2 separate regions of the Mus musculus genome follow, and region 2 is linked to region 1. The links are chromatin contacts, called in public HiChIP or PLAC-seq maps. All regions are on one chromosome and are shown on one strand. Each heading gives the region's core, a stretch centred on a gene start, on an enhancer-like site or on the middle of the called end of the contact. The rest is flanking DNA. Distances are from core to core; before and after follow the strand shown. Region 1 has its middle 18 kb from the start of Tmem94. Region 2 holds the start of Slc25a19 (solute carrier family 25 (mitochondrial thiamine pyrophosphate carrier), member 19).

Region 1 (3,175 bases), core at 416-2,915:
TTTGTTGTCCCACCTGACAGTCAATCAGTCAGTACACATGCATTTAGTGTCCCTTAGAAGTGACAGCAAGGGTTGGTGAGATGGCTCAGCAGGTAAGAGCACCCGACTGCTCTTCCAAAGGTCCAGAGTTCAAATCACAGCAACCACATGGTGGCTCACAACCATCCGTAACGAGATCTGACTCCCTCTTCTGGAATGTCAGAAGACAGCTACAGTGTACTTACATATAATAAATAATAAATAAATCTTTTAAAAAAAAAAAAGAAAAAAAAAAAGAAGTGACAGCAAGCCGGGCGTGGTGGCGCACGCCTTTAATCCCAGCACTCGGGAGGCAGAGGCAGGCGGATTTTTGAGTTCGAGGCCAGCCTAGTCTATAGAGTGAGCTCCAGGACAGCCAGGGCTTCACAGAGAAACCCTGTCTCAAAAAACCAAAAAAAGAAAAAAAGAAAAAGAAAGAAAGAAAGAAAGAAAGAAAGAAAGAAAGAAAGAAAGAAAGAAAGAAAGAAAGAAAATGGGTTACAAAGAAGTAAGAGCAACATTGGGAAGAAGAGTGCTGAGCGGTAGGACGAGTGGACCCCATGCTAAGGTGGCAGCCACTCGGGTGCTAGGATATAGGTGCATTCAAAAAAACTACTGGGTGAAACCTACTGGCTGATTTGAAATAAGTCTTAGATAGGAAAATAGTGGAATAGCTCTCTTAAGCTCTAGACCTCAGACAGGCAGTGGTGCACACCCTTAATCCCAACACTTGGGAGGCAGAAACAAGCAGATCACCGTTAGAGGCCTGCCTGGTCAACATAGTGAGTTCCAGGCCAGCCAGGGCTATGTGGTGAGACCCTGTCTCTAAAAAAGGACAGGTTGGAGAGATGGCACCCAGTGTGAATCTCTGGGCTGAGATGTGCTAACCACACAAGCATGTTGACCCAGGTTCAAATCTCAGAACCCAGGGAAAAAACTGCATGCTGTGGTACACAAGCTTAGCCCCCTACAGAGATAGGAGATGAAGGCAGGAAAACTGCCCAGAGGCTGTGAACCAGCTGTCCCGGAATTCACAGCGCAACAGAAACAAGAGAAATCTAACCTCTACAAGATGGAGAAGAAACCGATCTCCCTCGCCCCCATTTTTGTGCCATGGAACCTGTGAAAGAAAGGAGAAGAAGAGAGGGAAGAGGGAGAGAAGGCAGGAGGGAGAGAAAAAGGGAAGGGAAGGGGAGGGGGAAAGTGGAAGGAGAAGAAAAGAAAGAAAAGAAAAGCAGGAATGAACAGGGCACCTCAGGGGTGGGACACACACCTGTGATCTATCTACACACTGGGAAGGCTGAGGCAGGAGGATTTTAAGTTTGAGAGTTTGAGGCCAGCTTGGGCTAAATGGTAAGAGCCTGTCTCAGAAAACGGGGAGCAGTGCATCTGGTGGAGAATACCCTTGTTCTTAAAGACCTCACCACATGGAGGTAAGAAGTGAGTCAGAAAACACGAGTGATTCAGGCCTGATTCAGGGACTCTAACAAGGATCTACACGCTGAGCCACCTGCAAGCTGAAACAAGCCCCTCCCCCCGCCCCCGCCCGCACCCCCCGCACCCCCCCCCCCCCCGGAGGAGCATCCTTCGTCACTGCGCCATCTTTTCCACCTAGTCATTTGCTTAAACGTGACAGGCAGAAGGGGGTTGGTTTAAGATCTTTGTGCTGAGAGACCGCGGGAATGGCTCCTTGTTTGCAATTTCAGGGGTCCTGAACGGGGCTTCTGGCATCCACATCCGGTGGCTCCCAACCACCTATAACTTCAACCCCCGGGGACCCAACACCCTCTTCAAGGGCACTGGGACACACACAGACACACAATCATAAATAAAAACAAATCTTCGTTTATGTTAAAGATCCTCATGCTGAAATGCTTTGAATTCAGCTGAGTTAAAACAACGAGATCCCTGGCCAGAAACAGCAGGGTGAGGATCCAAGCGCCCCAGTGGCTGATACCTGTTGTCACAGTCAAAGTTTCAGACACTTTCTGGCTCTTTAAAAAGATGACTGGAGTGGTCAAAGGACAAGCTGGGAGAAGAAAGCAAATGTAAGGAGCTGCTTTGGAGGAGGAAAAGGTTTTATTTTCCTAACAAACAAAAAACATTGAACTGGAAAGAACGCAGAGTCCATTTCCCATCTCTTCAGATACAGGAAAGAATAAAACAGAACAATGCCGAGGCCAGGGTGAAAACGGGTGACTCAGCAAGGGCAGTGTGCAGGGTGAGAATCTCTGTGCTGCACAAGCCCACATCAGATAACAAAACGCACGCGGTGATCAAGTCTTTGTTATGACTATCATTCCTTACGGTATACAACTCAGGAAAGAATTTCAAAGCTCTGTGTGAACATGTGGGTGCCGGGTGTATTTGATCAGCACAGTGAGTAAGTAGATAAAATCCCAAGGGGCTGATGAGATGGCTCAGTGGGTTAAAGTGCTTGCCACCAAGTCAGGGAGTTTGAGTCCCTGGACCACACGGTAGGAGAGAGCCAACATTTACAACTTGTCTTCCACATGTGCATTGTGGCATATACAAAAGTGTGCTCAACCATACACATAATAAAAAGTGAGGAAACCAGGCAGGTGGCGCACGCCTTTAGTCCCAGCACTTGGGAGGCAGAGGCAGGTGGATTTCTGAGTTCGAGGCCAGCCTGATCTGCAGAGTGAGTTCCAGGACAGCCAGGGCTACACAGAGAAACCCTGTCTCGAAAAACAAACAAACAAACAAAAAAGAAAGAGTGGGTCCTCTAAAACAGAGTTGGTCCTCTAACTTGGTGGATGTGTTCATTGGAAGAGGTAGCCAGCTTCCTCCCAGTTCAGTGCAACACTGAGTCATCTATAAAGGGAGACATGCTAGTCACAACAGGATGGAGGACATCAAAGGAACAATGAAACATCCTGCCACAGTGTGCTCCTTGTCAGTGAAATATCTGGTCCATGCAGGGTGACAGCTATAGTTTCTGCCACTAAAACCATTATCTGGGGACAGAGGTAGATGGCAAGACAGGGACTCATGAGAGGAGGGAGCCTCAATTGAGAAAATGCCTCCATTAGACTGGGCTGTGTGGGTAGGCCTTGTAGGACATTTGCTTAATTAGCCATTGATGGAGGAGGGCCCAGACCATGATGGGTGGAGCCATCCTTGGGCTGGTGGTCCT
Region 2 (3,175 bases), core at 305-2,804, 120 kb after region 1:
GATTGAAAACTAAATTCAACCCCTTGGATCCTGTGGAAGGAGAGGACTGATTCTTGCAAGCTGTCCTCTCGCCTCTCCTTGTGTACCCCCCCCCCCCCACTATTAACCTTTAAAAACTTCTGTCATTTCTGCTACTTGGAAAACAAAATGAGAAAAGCTATCCAGAGATTTGTTACTGCCCAGCCAGCTGTTTCTTGAGGTGTTCTTAAAAAATACAAAAAGGAAGCCGGGCGTGGTGGCGCACGCCTTTAATCCCAGCACTCGGGAGGCAGAGGCAGGTGGATTTCTGAGTTCGAGGCCAGCCTGGTCAGAACTCAGAGTGAGTTCCAGGACAGCCAGGGCTGCACAGAGAAACCCTGTCTCGAAAAACCAAAAAAAAAAAATACAAAAAGGGGCTGGAGAGATGGCTCAACAAAAAGATGACGGCTTTTCCAAAGGTTCTGAGTTCAATTCCCACAACCACATGATAGTTCACAACCATCTGTAATGGGATCCGATGCCCTCTTCTGGTGTGTCTGAAGACAACTACAGTGCATTTATGTACATAAAATAAATAAATCTTTAAAAAAGATTAACTCTTTTTTTTTTTTTGGTTTTTTGAGACAGGGTTATATATATATATATGGTTATATATATATATGTATAGCCCTGGCTGTCCTGAAACTTACTTTGTAGATCAGGCTGGCCGCGAACTCAGAAATCCTCCTGCCTCTGCCTCCTGAGTGCTGGGATTAAAGGCGTGCGCCACCACGCCTGGCTAAGATTAACTCTTAAACTGTAACAAATAAACCACTGATTTAAAAACATGTAAGTAATGATACATTAAGAAGTTGCAGCAAATTACTTAGATCTCAGTTCAGATAAACTTTTTGTTTTAGAGGTCAGGGTCTCACGTAGCTTAGGCTGGCCTTGAACTCTGGGTTGATGTTGAACTACCGATCGTCCTTCCGGTGCTAAATTTCCTCCGGGGGTGTGTGTGTGTGTGTGTGTGTGTGTGTGTAGTTTCCTCCGGGTGTGTGTGTGTGTTTGTGTGTACAACTCCCTTAAAGGTTCTTATTCCTCCGTGTGTGTGTGTGTGTGTGTAGTTTCCTCCGGGTGTGTTTGTGTGTGTGTGTGTACAACTCCCTTAAAGGTTCTTATCCCAAAGAACCCATCTAACCCCGACCCGTGTGTGTGTGTGTGTGTGTGTGTGTGTGTGTGTGTGTGTGTGTGTGTGTGTACAACTCCCTTAAAGGTTCTTATCCCAAAGAACCCATCTAACCCCGACCCAACTCCAGTCCTTCAGGCTAATAATACCAGGCTTCCCGCCATCTTTTCCAAAGTTATATGACTTCTAAGACTACATTGATTTGGAAAATAAAAAATAAAAACTGGGTCAAGTTCAGCGAGCTCTAATATTCCATAGCCGCGCAGACTTCAGAGGATCGCGCCAATGAGAGGCCCTCTAGAAGGTCGTAAAAGCCAACTTCGCCATCCGCTCTTTTACGGCGTCGGAAATGCGCACGCAAGGCGCTGTGGTACTACACCTCCCAGGAGTCTCTGCAGCTTCTCAAGGGGGTGGGGCTTGGAAGCGGAAGACTACAGTACCTAGCGGTATCTGGACAGTGACATTGGGATGGGACCTTCGACGTACAACGATTCGTCCAGCGGCGGCCAAAAGCTGCACGGTGATTGGCCTAGCAGCCTGTCAGTTACTGGCAAGTGCTGTTAAGTTTTGCTGTTGGGCTACACTGAGAGGGAGGGAGAACTGAGCTTGAGGAGCCCGGACGGGCCTGAAGTGTCAGGTGAGTGGACCTCTGGCTTTGCTTTCTTCCCGGTACTCTCGGGGGCCGGTACCCCCACTCCGTGTGTCAGAACAGAGAAGGGCAGGTATCCACGTGGGGCGGGGACGGATGCTCACGAGGCACACCTGACCCCAGGAGCATCTTCAGAGACACGGAAGGCGAATCCCTCCCACCACCACTCACCATCGTAGGCGTTTGCACATGGGGTGTCCACTGCCCCGGACTCACGGAGACGCCCTCTCCACCCCACCCCATCCCCGGAAAGCCTGGACAGTGCACTCACGCGAGGCTGTCTGCAGAGCGCCTCAGCAGATCACATGGGCTCTCGGTTAGTCACCGAAGGACACCTGTCCACCCGACAGTGGAGTCTGAGGTAGAAAAGCTGCAGGGTGAAGAAACTCGCTTGCACCCCCATCACTGCCACTCAGGTCAGCAGCCGCCCTGTCTCAATCCTGCATTTATATTTATTTATATTATAAATCATTTTTTATCTGTTTAGATAGCAAGACTGTTAATGCACGAAGATTTTTGAATAAACAGGAGATTAATATTTCCCTTTATTTATTTTTGTTATTGGTTTGCGACCGTATAATCCTGGCTAGGCTCGAACTTGTTATGTTCTTAAGGGTGACCTTGAACTCTTGGTCCTCATGCCTCCCACCTCCCAAGTGCTGGAATTACAGACTACACTGCTGTGTTGGTTTTTGGAGACTGAACCCAGGGTACGTTAACAAATGTGATACTTTCCTCGCCTGGGTTGTAAAAATGTTTGTGTTTTTTAGTTTTCTTGAAGGCAAACACTTTTAAAGCTTTTTAGGTGTGTGTGACTTACTGGTTTTTATCACTTAACTTGATGAGCAGTTTGAGCCAGGCAGTCAGACGCCATCTCCTACTTCCCACAAGGGAAACCTGAGTTGGTATTTTATTTCATTTAAATGTCTTTTTACTTTTATTTTGCTGTAAATGAGTGTTTTCCCCGCATGCATGCCTGGGGCAGGAGAAAGAGTTTCGGATCCCCAGAGACTGGAATGACTGCTGTGAGCCTTCTTATGGGTACTAGGTCCTCAGTAAGAGCAGCAGCCAGAGCCTGCGGGTGGGGGCACATGCCTAGAATCCTAGCACTGAGGTAACAACCCAGAGTGGGGGGGTCCTCTAAGTTCAAGGCCAGTCTGGTCTACAGAGTGAGTTCCAGGATAGCCAGAGCTACACAGAGAAACCCTGTCTCGAAAACAAAAAACCCAAAAATCAACAATAAAAAAAGGGGAGTAACCAGTTCCCTTAACACAGGTCTTCCAGCTTGACAGCTGGTCCCCTCACCTGCTAAACCATCCCTGTGCATATAGGCTTTTATTTATTTATTTATTTATTTATTATTTATTTTTGTAACAATG

What was found. HiChIP or PLAC-seq counts read pairs in DNA pulled down with a chosen protein or histone mark.
Region 2: a BATF HiChIP or PLAC-seq map of CD8 T cells shows a contact between it and region 1, with 13 read pairs. The contact joins the promoter of Slc25a19 here to the enhancer-like site in region 1. A contact is called at or near these places in 5 of 39 promoter capture datasets (the HPC-7 cell line, HPC-7-derived erythroid cells, the SN4741 cell line and 2 more), 1 of 15 datasets of contacts at CTCF or cohesin (CD8 T cells), 9 of 115 datasets of contacts at active chromatin or transcription factors (CD8 T cells, bone marrow-derived macrophages, embryonic forebrain and 4 more) and 3 of 9 other capture datasets (adipose tissue, liver and pancreatic islet).

What each region holds. Positions count from the first base shown.
Region 1 is chr11:115,746,016-115,749,190 of GRCm38.p6, reverse strand. No RefSeq gene overlaps it. Among named protein-coding and RNA genes, the nearest start is that of Tmem94, 18 kb to the left of the region's middle. Within about 2 kb of position 1,665, at least 57 of the 459 cell types and tissues checked have an H3K27ac peak or open chromatin away from gene starts, as enhancers often do. A contact at or near this core is called in CD8 T cells, the SN4741 cell line, extraembryonic endoderm stem cells and 1 more, where this site is marked.
Region 2 is chr11:115,626,674-115,629,848 of GRCm38.p6, reverse strand. It overlaps Slc25a19 (solute carrier family 25 (mitochondrial thiamine pyrophosphate carrier), member 19), which reads left to right and starts at 1,554. Exons shown (of 7, transcript NM_026071.3): 1 at 1,554-1,784.